2 separate regions of the Rattus norvegicus genome follow, and region 2 is linked to region 1. The links are chromatin contacts, called in public Hi-C maps. All regions are on one chromosome and are shown on one strand. The core of a region is the stretch at or near the end of the contact, and the rest is flanking DNA. Distances in the headings are between cores, read along the strand shown. Region 1 holds the start of Stbd1 (starch binding domain 1). Region 2 overlaps Scarb2 (scavenger receptor class B, member 2).

What was found. Hi-C and Micro-C count contacts between places; a contact is called where the count stands out from the background.
Region 2: a contact with region 1 is called in a Hi-C map of liver, with 3 times the contacts expected there. The contact joins the enhancer-like site here to the promoter of Stbd1 in region 1. A contact is called at or near these places in 6 of 12 Hi-C or Micro-C datasets (the Rat2 cell line, kidney, liver and 2 more).

Annotation. Positions count from the first base shown.
Region 1 is chr14:15,755,250-15,761,318 of GRCr8, reverse strand. It overlaps Stbd1 (starch binding domain 1), which reads left to right and starts at 3,145. Exons shown (of 2, transcript NM_001013988.1): 1 at 3,145-3,426; 2 at 4,899-6,069. The coding sequence starts at 3,201. The coding sequence ends at 5,674.
Region 2 is chr14:15,870,359-15,876,427 of GRCr8, reverse strand. All of the region lies in intron 2 of Scarb2 (scavenger receptor class B, member 2), which reads right to left. Among named protein-coding and RNA genes, the nearest start is that of Nup54, 29 kb to the left of the region's middle. Within about 2 kb of position 3,832, at least 22 of the 93 cell types and tissues checked have an H3K27ac peak or open chromatin away from gene starts, as enhancers often do. A contact at or near this core is called in liver, where this site is marked.

The sequences.
Region 1 (6,069 bases), core at 1,896-4,395:
TCTGGGATCAAATCCCCTGGTTAGTCATGCCCTGGATGACCTTGATCAGATCAGGCCTCTGATGAAATATGTATGAGGTAATCCTGGTGAAGCACTTAGCCAGGGGCCGGCATCAATTACATCAGCAAGGCTCTCAATGAAAAGCAACAATAAAAGAAAGAGTGTATTACGTGATAGACGTGGCATTTGATGAACAGACTCTCTGACCCTCAAGGGATTTGCGAGCTGAAGGAAGAGACAAGTTCCAAAAAGAAGTACATCCTAAGAAACCCCCAGACCTTGTGCTAAGAAGTTCCTATGTGCAGAATTCAGATTTTTAAAAGAGAGTGTGTTCATCTGAGAAATGGGAGATTCTGAGTGGATTCACATTGCCAAGCTTTAGGAAAGACTGAGCAGGGTTAAGCCGAGAATCGTTGCAGGGCACAACACAGCCTGCACAGATGAGGTCTGCACAGGGTGTGGACACTGAGACCAGCAGGGCAGAGGTCAGTGGAAAGGTAGGTTTACTCTGTTCCACTCTTAAAAAACCTCTCCAGACGGAGAGAGCTGGTAAGTAGGGAGAGGTTTTGCACACCAAGCAACTCCTGGGCATCAACTCGATGTCCTCCCATTTAACACAGTTCTGACTTCTACCTGGTCAGTCAGTTTTGATCTCATATGTTAAAGGGCTCAGTTTAAGATTCTTCCCACTTCAACAATCCGCGAGTCCACGAGTTTTCTGCTTCTGTTGACTGATGAACTTCTGAGATCTAGCAGTCTTTTCCTTGGGTTTCATGATTTGCTGGAACTCAAGGGAGCACTATTCTAATTTTCCCTAATCTATTTCTTCTGACTACCTACCTACCTATCTTCCTTTTTGGAATCGTAAATTCACCAAACTCAAGGAAAGCATGGGCTTATGCTCACTGGTTTATGGTGGAAGGTACACGCTACGGTTTGGATATTCCAGACCGTATTACGGTGAACCCAACTTCACCATTAATCTCTAATCAAGACATGAAATGTAGTTGACAGGGAACACACCAAGTTCTATGTAAGTCATGCTCGCAAGGCACTTGGGAATCTATGTAACTTGAGGAAGCCACTGTGGCTGGAAAGGGCCAGCGAGGTTGAAGCCCGAGAGGTCATGGGGACAGGTTTTCGCTATAAGATGTAGGGTCATTGGAGAGTCTTCCGTGAAGGCCTGACATGGCTGCCGTTGGATCTGCTAGCCTCTATCTAGTCTGAAGACGGGCAGCCTGCAAGCCTTGTGACTCAGGTTAGCCTGGGTGAGTTGAATTGGACGTATCATCCGGCAGCTCGGCCTTTCTCCTCTACTTCTGCTTCTCTGGATTATCTGTGTGTTTCTCCTCTTCCACCTCTCCTTCGTCTATATCTTTCTGACTATCTACCTATCTTCTTGGCTTGGGTCTTAAATTATTTACATTTTTAAATTAATTTTAAGCATATTTTGATCATATTCTTTCCTCTCAGTTCATCCCAGAGCCTTCTTGTCTTCTTACCCACCTGACTTCATGTTCTCCACCTTCCCTTTCTCAAGAAAGAAAACAAAAACAAAACAAAACAAAACAAAAAACCGAATATCAACAAAGAAAGAAAATTAATAAGACCAAAAAAATAAATCAAACAAAACAAAAAGTACACACACACACAAAACAAACAAACAAACAAAACATGGAGCCTGTGTGTGTTGACTCCTGGCATGTGGCTGATATACCCAGTGAGACTCCATTGGAGAAAACTGATTTTCCCCTCCATCAGGTATCAGTTGTTGCAAGCAGCTTCTTGGTTAGAAGTGGGACTTGGCGCTCACACACACACCCCACCCCACCCCCACCCCTGCTCAGTGCTTGGATTCAGTCTGGTTCTGGCTTATGCAGGTGTTGTTCAAGCTGTTTAAATCTCTGTACGTGCACGAGTGCATGGAGTCCTGTTGTGCCTGCAAGGCACTGTCTCCTTGGAGTCACCCACCACCCCTGGCTTCCTCCTTCCACCGTCCACCTCCTCTTCACTTAGATCCTTAAGCCTTGAGGGGAGGGATTCAATAAAGGGATTCATCCCGTTTAGGACTGAGTACTCCAAGTGGGTCTTGGTGCGGCTTCTCTGACGAGGGCTGAGTGATGCTCTTTGTACAGGTAAAGCAGTATCCATTTGAATATTAAGCAAGTTAATAATAAAGCAGGAGTCACTGTGTTGCTCTATTTCCTACCTATCTACCTACTACTCCCTTAGGAACTGCAGCCTATGCCAAGAGAAGAGCAACCCACCGGGCAGTCCCTGTCAAGAGATGCTGTGTGATCTTTTATGATCTCAGGGATCCAGCAAGGAGCACTGTTGAGAGATCGATCCTCCCAGAGGGAGCCATGTTAGCAATAATTGCGAGGCATATACTTTCCAGCTGTGGCCTCAGCAACAGAATGTGCGTTATGTGTTTAAGGGAACGACTCCAGGTCTGAAGTAAAAAGTCCTGGCTCATTACCCTGAAGTAGGTGTGCACATCGGTGCACAGCAGTGTGATCTAATTCTTCTCTCACAGGGCTTCTGCTGTGTGAGGATCGATTTAAATTTATCACAAAACCACTTTGAATATATGACGCTGTGATAAAGGGTCGCTGCTTTGTTAATATTTACTTGAAGGGATTCCATCCCCGGGGAATATCCAATTCAGCGGGGTGGGCGTGCATTGTGCTGCAGCGAGCTCCACAGAAAGAGATAGGAGGAAAAGGCTTGTTGATGCAGGCTGTAACTCACAACTTGAGACGCAAGAAGAGTTTGAGACAGCCTAAAGACTTCTAGTCTGGAAGCCTCTGCGCCCTCCTCACGACCCTCACCCTCTCCACCCCTGATTCTGCTAACGCTCCAGCAAGAGCCCTGGGCACCGAGCCTTCACCAGCCTCGGAGCTCCGGGCACCCCCACACCCCCGGCCTCGCTCGGCGCTGTGCGCAACCGGGCTCTTCTGGCATGGGATAGAGTGGAGTGAGACCAGGAGCACCGATGAGAGTAGGCGATCGCGGGTTGAGGAGGCCGGAGGCGGGTCGAGCGGGTCGGGAGGCGGGGCCGGGAAAGTTCGCGGCGGCCGCGGAGGGCTGGGCTGGCCGCCACCGAACCGTAAAAGGCTGGGGCGGGCGGGGTGGGTGTGGCCGTGCGGGGTGAGTTGAGCCGTGCACCGGGACTCTTATTCTCCCGCAGCCTCTCAGCCATGGGCGCCGTCTGGTCAGCCCTGCTGGTCGGCGGGGGTCTGGCCGGAGCGCTCATCCTGTGGCTGTTGCGGGGTGACTCTGGGGCCCCGGGGAAAGACGGGGGTGCGGAGCCGCTGAAAGACGCACCTCCAGGGGAGGCTGCGGCCCCGGGAGGCGGTCCGGGTGGTGGTGGCAGTGGCGGCCTGAGCCCTGAACCTTCCGATCGGGAGCTGGTCTCCAAAGCAGGTACTCTTCCTCCTCTCGAGCCAGTTGTTTTCACGTTCCCCGGGGAAGGGGAAATGAAAGGCACCTGGAGCTGTGCGGGTGGGTTCTGGTGGACCAGCTTCCCCGACCCCGAACTGAACCCTCTTCAGTCCTCATCGCGTTCCGGGGCTGTCCTGTCCTGGAGTAGCCAGGCGGGTCCTCCGGAGGCCGCGCCCAACTCCTGCGGCCTCAGCGAGCACGGTCCTCCGCCTGGCCGCGCTTGGCGCAGTGCACACGAGGCTGGCTTGAGGGGCATCTCACAACAATTTCAGTTTCTGATAGAGCAGGGAGGGACACCCTCTGAGTTCCAGTCCTGACATACCACACCCCTCTTTAGATCTGGGGCTCATGAGCGTTGAGCACTCACGTCTACATCTGGACAGTCCTTCTTAGACTTGGGTCACGAAGGCCACTGTAGCTAGTAAGGCTGTGCGCTGGCCGCGTGAACACTTAAAACAGCCCAGGGTGGTGGCCTACGAGGGAATCCAACTCATGAGAATTGTCACCTAAGTTTAAACCGTCATTTTGGAGATCCTGCAGCAGGCAATCAGTGCGCACTGGCATAAACCCTTAGCTCCTGTGCCCTTTGCCAGCTGCCTGGCAGAACTTATTTTTAGTGGTCATTTGTAGCTACTCCGTGAAAAACCTTTCCTACTGCTCATCTGTTTTCTTCAGAAAATTGGGAATTCAGAGTAATAGTTGTTGACACCTCACTTCAAAGCTCACCCTTAAAAAGAGGCAAAAATGTAGCAAGAGTTCTCCCAACCCCTTGCTGATTTATGGTTTTAGGGTGTTTGGGCTTGTAGGAGAGGTAGCCAGGAAGGAAGCAGGTTTTTAGAGGACTTGGATGTATGCTTTTAAGAACAGTTGTCATAACTGTGTGTACTTATAAAGGGGAGAAAAATCTCGTGCTTGTTGAATGAAGACTTTCTTTTTCCCTTAACACCCCTTCCCCCCCAATTCTGCTCAGTATTCCTCACAGACTGCTCTGTTGCTATGCCCTCCTGTTAGCTGGAGCTGGCCCCCACGTCTTACATTCACTTTGAGGGAGTTCAGATGTCCTCTCTGGTGCAAGGGAGCCATGTAATCCCTTGTTCCACAGAAGCCATCGGCATGTTTGGCTGGGCCTTGTGCTAAGTTCCTGCCCTAACCCTTGGACAGCATTTTTTTTTTTTAAATGACAGAGCCAAGTGGTTTAACTCTGGATACCTGCCAGCATGGTCTGGACTGTGGGAGACTTTGCAACTTGCCATTTCATTCTCTCTCATGGTGTTCACTGGGACTCCTGAGTTTGATTTTGATCGTTGGCTCTACACGTGTGCTCTTAGAGCAGGAATGGGAATGTGCAAATAGGTACAAACAGGGCCTTGAACTGCACCTAGAAAGACAACAGCAACCAGTTTCCTGAAGTTTCCTTTGGAACCACCTAATGTTACTGCACTCTCCTTTCTTAGAGCATCTTCGAGAGAGCAATGGACATTTGATTTCTGAGAGCAAAGATCTTGGTAACCTGACGGAAGCACAGAGACTGCAGAATGTTGGCAATGCCAGAGAATATGTTCCTGTGGGAAAGGTCCCAGATACACACTCCAGAGCTAACTCTGAAACGTCAAGAAATCAAAGCCCAGAATCTCGTGTAGGCGAATGGAGACTCCCCAAAGGACACGAAACAGCTGTTAAAGTAGCGGGCAGTGTGGCTGAGAAGCTGCCCTCCAGCAGCCCGCTCATGGACAGAGCTGAAGCAGCCAGCCTTGCACAGTCGGCAGGCCACGAGGACTGGGAAGTGGTGTCTAGGCACTCGTCTTGGGGGAGTGTTGGTTTGGGTGGCAGTCTTGAGGCTTCTAGGTTAAGTCTAAATCAGGGAATGGACGAGAGCAGAAACAGTCTTGTGGGAGGGGGCTGGGAGGTAGATGGGAAGGTGGTGTCTGTGAAACCTCGGCAGGTCAGCATCCAGTTCAAGGTGCACTACAGCACAAGCACTGACGTGCAGTTCATTGCAGTAACTGGAGACCACGAGAGTCTCGGGGGATGGAACACATACATCCCACTCCACTACTGCAAGGATGGGCTCTGGTCTCATTCCGTCTTCCTGCCTGCGGACACAGTGGTAGAGTGGAAGTTTGTGTTGGTAGAGAATAAGGAAGTTACTCGCTGGGAAGAATGCAGCAATAGACGCCTACAGACTGGCCATGAGGATAAAGTGGTTCATGGGTGGTGGGGGATTCACTGACTCGGCTTTCAGAGCATCCAAGAGGCTGCAGCAGAACTCGGAAGAGGCTAAGGCTGTAGAGCACAGCGTAGTTTAAAGGCGGTGTTATTCTAATTGTAGCCATCACGGTTCCTTCAGATTTGCTAGTGTGGCTTTTGTCCAAAATGTAGGAAGATGTATGCATGCAGATAATGCTTCCTGTAGGCTGGCAGTTGTCCCTTGTTGTATCGACTGGCTTGTGCTGACACATCATGACTTGAGGGATCGAGCATCCTGGGTAGTTGCTTTGGCTATGCCTGAGGTGTGGACTACATATGGGCAAGGAGAAACTAACCAACTGCAAGGGTAAAAGGCAGCCCTTAGGAGCTCTTAGACTAGGAAGATTACAAACCTCATCATACACAGCTAAAGCAACA
Region 2 (6,069 bases), core at 2,583-5,082, 110 kb before region 1:
GTCCCCAGCTCCAGGAAAAAAAAAACAAAAAACAAAAACACTCAGTCATCAAATAAAATAATATAAAATAATATTTTTAAAGGTGTAATTATTTATTTATTTTATGTACGTGCGTACACTGTAGCTGTCTTCAGACACACCAGAAGAGGGCATCAGATCCCATCACAGATGGTTGTGAGCCACCATGTGGTTGGTGGGAATTGAACTCAGGACCTCTGGGAGAGCAGTCAGTGTTCTTAACCTGCTGAGCCATCTCTCCAGCAATAAAATAATATTTGAGTGCGGTACTTTTTTTTTTTTTCTAAATTTGGTGTAGCTTTTTGTTTTATTTTGTTTGAGATAGGATTTGACTCGGTAGCCCATGCTAGCCCACGCTAGTCCCCAACTAGGGGCAATGGTCCTGTCTCCGCCTCCCAAATGTTAAGATTTCAGGCATGGACCATCACTTCTATCTAGAAAGTCTTTTGTTAGATATGTGGTTAACAAAATGTCGTCTAAGAGGGGGCTGGGGATTTAGCTCAGTGGTAGAGCGCTTACCTAGGAAGCGCAAGGCCCTGGGTTCAGTCCCCAGCTCCGAAAGAAAAAGAACCAAAAAAAAAAAAAAAAAAAAAAATGTCCTCTAAGAGTCTGAAAACGCATACAGGTTAGAAGGCCCCAGGCAGCTGGGCCACAACCTCGTCCCCCATAGGCCCTTTTGACCTGGGGATTCTGGGGGCTGTTGCTATTGCTGTTGCTGTTGTTTTCACACATCTCGGGAGTTTGCTAACTGCACTTGCTTTAGGCACTCAGTTCTAAACCTCTGAGTGAAATCCTTCAGACTGTGAAGGAATTACCATGCGACCTCTGAGAAGACGGCAAACAAGCTGAGGGCAGAAGCCGGACTATTCTGTCATAACTCCTCTTAAAGTCTCTCTAGTTTGGGGTTGGTTTTGTCTTTGTTTTTCAACAGGGTCCTGGTGGGTAGTTCTGGCTGGTCTAGAACTCACTATATAGACCAGACTGACCTCAAACTTGAAGTGACTCTCCTGCCTCAGCCTTCTGAGAACTGGGATTCCAGTGTGAGCCCCCTGTGTCTCATACTTTCTTATTTAAAACAAGACTAGAAAAGAACACGAATTAGCAATGTCACGTGTGATAAGCAGAGGTCTTCGAGTGTTCTATAGTGCAAAGCACTGAGCTATATTACCCATGAAGATCTGACCTTTGCTTCCTCTGGGTCAGACCTCCTAAAAGGTTACTAACAACATCAGTGGGATGTAACTAATGAGCGCCTGTTAGTGCAGGCCAGATTTAAATAACTGTGACAAAGAAAACAACCATGTCTTCTAGGAGTATACAATGTACCAGGTGCAGATGGCGGTGTTCAAAAATATCCAGAGGTTTTCAGTGACTCGTGTTGTTGTTTGATTTCCGGCCCCTTTCTTCTGGTGGCAGCCCGATTTCCTTTCCTCTCTGTCCTGGACCACTCACTCACTCCTCAGGGTGCTGGGGGCCTTAGTGTAACAGTTCCTATGACTTCTCGATCTGGACCCCCTGGAGGTCCAGCATCCTCCTGGTGCAGCTCATGGAATCTGATGAAGCACACATTCCTATGACTCAGATTTTTAGCTTGATTTTCAGGTTTATTTGACTTTCTGTTTTGAAGCAGGGGGGCTCACTACATAGGCCAGGCTGTCCTTGAACTAGCAGTCTTGCCTCAGCCTTCTAAGTACTGGAATTCCAGATTTGCCCGAGTGGCCTGGCTTGTAGTGTGGAACTTTAAACCTGCCCTGCCTGCTGAGCTTCTCCTTTGGTCTCCATTAAACTACTTTACAGCCTGCAAACAGGCTCTCCTGATTCCCTCTGAGCATAGGTGCTTTCCCTTGCTTGAGATCAAAACTTCCTCCTCTAGAAATTATAACCTGGTCGTTGTGAAGGAGAAAACAATTTGGGGACCGGACAGGTTTAAAGCCTCGGTCACCTGACCTCGGAAGTTAGTTCAAAGTGATTATTAGAAGAAGACGGAGGAGAGGAAATTTCCGAGCCAAACACTTGCTCAGCCAAAACTGGCATCTCCACTGAAGGGTCCTCTCCTGGAGCCACCGCACTGAGACCGAGGACAGACCATCTGCAGGGGCTGGGGTCTGCAGGGGCTGTCGATAAGGGTGACTGAGTCCCCACTGTGACCAACATCCCACTGAGGAATGAGCACAGGTGACCCAGGTGAGCACCAATTTGAATCCAAAGGCAGCTGGTCCAGGGGGCAGCACCTGTCACCCAGGAAGTCCAAGGGCCAACTCGGTCACGTGTCCCAAGGTCAAAATCAGGGCCTTTGCTATGCATATGTTGCTTGTTTCCTTCCCCTGAGTCTTAGTCGTGAACTAAAGGCCAACCACTGCCGAGCCCAGGACTATTTTCACTCACTGAGGAGACGATTTTTAAGAAGTTCCTTACGATGGGGAAATCTAAGGGTAAACTGAGGACAGAGATGCCAATCAATTTAGGCCCGTAACCTGACTTGGTTTCTTAATAAAGCCCAGCAGTCAAAGCCAAGGTTTTCCAGTATTACCCTGTGGGACGCTGACTCTGACACTCTACCCTCAGCTAACCTTGTGACTTCCCTCAGCTACTTGCAGTTCCCCAGCGATCCTAAATCATCGCCGACACCTGGCCTTTACAAAGTGCTGTGTGTGTGTGTTGGGGGGGGGGGGACGACAAAAACCTAGTAAGACATGGCTTCCTACTCTGCTGAGGGAGAGAGGGAGAGAAAGAGAAGAGGTGGGAAACTCTCTCAAAGCAGCATGATCAGCCAAAAAAAAAAAAGTCCCCCTTCTGGCAATGCTCAGATAGATAAGGGGAGGGACTTTGATGACAATACCAGCAAACCAGGTTAGCAACACACACATGTTCATGTACACACACACACACACACACACACACACACACACACACACACGAATGCATGCCAGCTACCAACTGATCAACAAGAGTCAACCTGATACAGTGAAGTTGCTTGAGAAACAAGACAGATATCAAGAAGTGATCAGATTACTGTCAACCATATTAGAGGAGGCCTAAGAACTATTTAGAAACACAGACAACTGCTTAAAACAAACAAAAGCCATCTTGAGCCTAGACAAGGAATCAAGGAGGGAGAGAGGAGGAGGGAGGGAAGAGAGTTGAACGAAAATTCTGGTATGGTGGGATTACATGTAATCTCAGCACGGGAGAGGCTGAAGCAGGAGGATTACTTGAATCTAAGAATCCAGAAGTTTCAGACCGACTTGGGCCACATAGCTTACATATACCAAGGCTCTGTTTAAAAAACAACATCAAAAACAAAAATAAAATAAGAAGGAAATGAAAGAAAGAAGCCTGGCATGGTGACTTCCCCCTGCAGTCTCTGGCTTTGGGAAGCTGAGGTAAGAGTGCTGTAACTTTGAGGTCAGTCTAGAATACACAGTGAATTCCAGGTCAGCCTGGGCTGCAGAGCGAGACTGTCTCTAAAGCAAACAAAAGAAGGAAATGTTTGAGTTACACCCCGTGAACTACTGAATCACATAGGAAGAAGAAACACACGGAATGAAAAAAAAAAAAAACCAGTTTTAATTCACTGGAGAAATCAACAGCTGTGCTACCCACTCCCTAGAGATGCTGGATAAATTGGTTCTTACAACGGGATGGGTTAGGGATGGGGTCACATCTCAGGGCTGGAAGAGCACTTTCCCAGCATGCACTGGGCTCAGTCGTCAACACCAAAAGGAAAACAAGCAATGTAATGCCCTGACCTTTAGTCATTACATTCATCTCAAACGGGGTTAGCCCTTTGGGCTCACCCACAGCTCTCTATGGAAAATCACTGTGGCCCTATCCCGGTGGTGGCTGGCGTCAGCGACTGAGCTCACTGGAGAGAGGTGTAGGGTGAGATCTGACTCGGGCTTTTTGCTCAGTCCTGTCTACACTAATACTTGGCTATGGGACAGACTAAATAAAAAGTCACTCGTGGTTTCTTCGGTTTTATCTTTTTCCTTTTTTTTGATATTCAAGGCAGTTTATTGGGAAGCTGATCTTGGGTGGGCGCTTTCACTGGCTACAAGGACTAAGACTCGGGAAGTCACCTGGGGTAAATAGGGGGTGGAGGGAAGAAAGAAAGAAAGAAAGAAAGAAAGAAAGAAAGAAAGAAAGAAAGAAAGAAAGAAAGAAAGGCAAGAAAGGAAGGAAGGAAGAAAGGAAGAAAGGAAGAAAGAAAGGTGTAACTTCAGGGGTGGGGCAGACAGACAAATAGGAAGAGGAGGAGGAGCAGGAGAAAGAGAGAGGGAAACTTTATCTTTTTTCTCAGATAACGCCTTACAAACTCTGTGAAACATTCAGCCATCCCTCTGCCTCAGCCACTCTAGTGGGGAATTGCAGTGTGAGCCTGCTTCCCGTGACTTCTGTCTTTGCTTTTTTACTGGTAAAGTGGTGCCCACAGTGTGCTTGTCCCACAGAGAAATAAATCCTAGGAATGTAACCTCAGCTGAAGCACCCTGCAGACCGGACATTGGACATTCTGTCATGACCATGCGGCATCACCACTCTGTGCCGGGTTCTGGAGACAGGGGATGCTACATCCTGATTCCTGTCTTCAAGGAATCCACACTGAGGCACGGGAGACTGCCATTTAAATACCAGACAGGATCCCGTGAACAGTCCTAAGGTAACCGTGTAAGTGCCCACACCTCTTCAACCGGTCAGTCTCATTTTTTCTTTGGCTGGATACCCAGTGGTGAGTTGCATGAATTAGACGGAGGCTCTATTTTTAGTTTTCTAAAAGAACTCCCATATGTTTTTCATAATGGCATTAATTTACACTCCCCAAAACAGTAGGAAAGTGGGAGTGAGGGTTTTTTTCCTTAAGCTAAAATATGGTAGAAGAGGGGTTGCAGAGAAGGCTCAGTGGTGGACCTAGTTTGGCTCCCACACCCATGTCATGTGACTCACCTGTGTCTCTGACACCAGGGGATTTGATGCCCTCTTCCAGCTTCTACCTGCACACACACACGCACACGCACACGCGCACACACACACACACACACACACACCCCAAAATAAATCTTAATCTAGGAGGGCTGAGGAGACAGCTCAGTCAGAAAAATGCTTGCCTTGCATGAAGACTTTAGTTCAATCTCCTGAACCCACATAAACAGGCAGGTAGGTCACGGTGGCACACGTTTGTAACCCCGGTGCTGGAACACTCTGGGGTCACTGACTAGGGAGCCTTCCTTAATGAGTGGGCTCTACCTAGGCTAAGCGAGAGAGCCGCTCTCAAAGAGAAACAAACCCACTTAAGATTTAGCACACACACTTTTCTTATTTCTGTCAAAGCAGTCATACATAGAAAGAAGCAATATGAAGGAAAATCTACGGAACACAAAACCAAGGCTTATTAAGAGGATGCTGTGGATTTAACAAGTACTTAACGAAAGTATGGAGGTCAACTGAGCAGGCCTAGACAAATTAGTTATGATTCCTGACATAGTGAGTAATAGAAAAAAAAATTGATCAAGACAGTAATCCTGCCAGAGGCTGAGAAAGCCACAGGTTATCACAAATCTAGAGAAGTCCCAATCAAAGGCTTCACTGAGCAGAAGGCTCCTGGGGCAAGTTAGTTCTGGCCACTCAACCTTGGGCTTCAGAAAACTCAAGATGCGGCAGCACTGCATTCTGTAAACTGGATGGACTGGTTCTTCATACACCCACCTGCCTGTCTCCCAGGAACATCCAAACTCTGTATGCAACATGCTAACTCTTGGGGCACCAAACCCACTACAAACTGTCCCATGAGCCAGGCCTTGGCAGGCCAGAAGCCTTCCTTCCTCTGAGAGCTCCCCCTCTATTCCCTCCACATCGAACAATGAGAGCATCACCATGTCCTCTCTCCCTGTGCCCCAGGGCTCCTGGCACACCCTGGCTAAGAGTCAGCTGACCTGGCTGGGAGTCCCAGTTCATGCCTTTAATCCTAGCCCTTGGGAGACAGAAGCAGACATATATCTGCGTGTTAGAGGCCAGCCTGGTCTACACAATGAGCAGACCTGTAGGAGCTCACTGAAC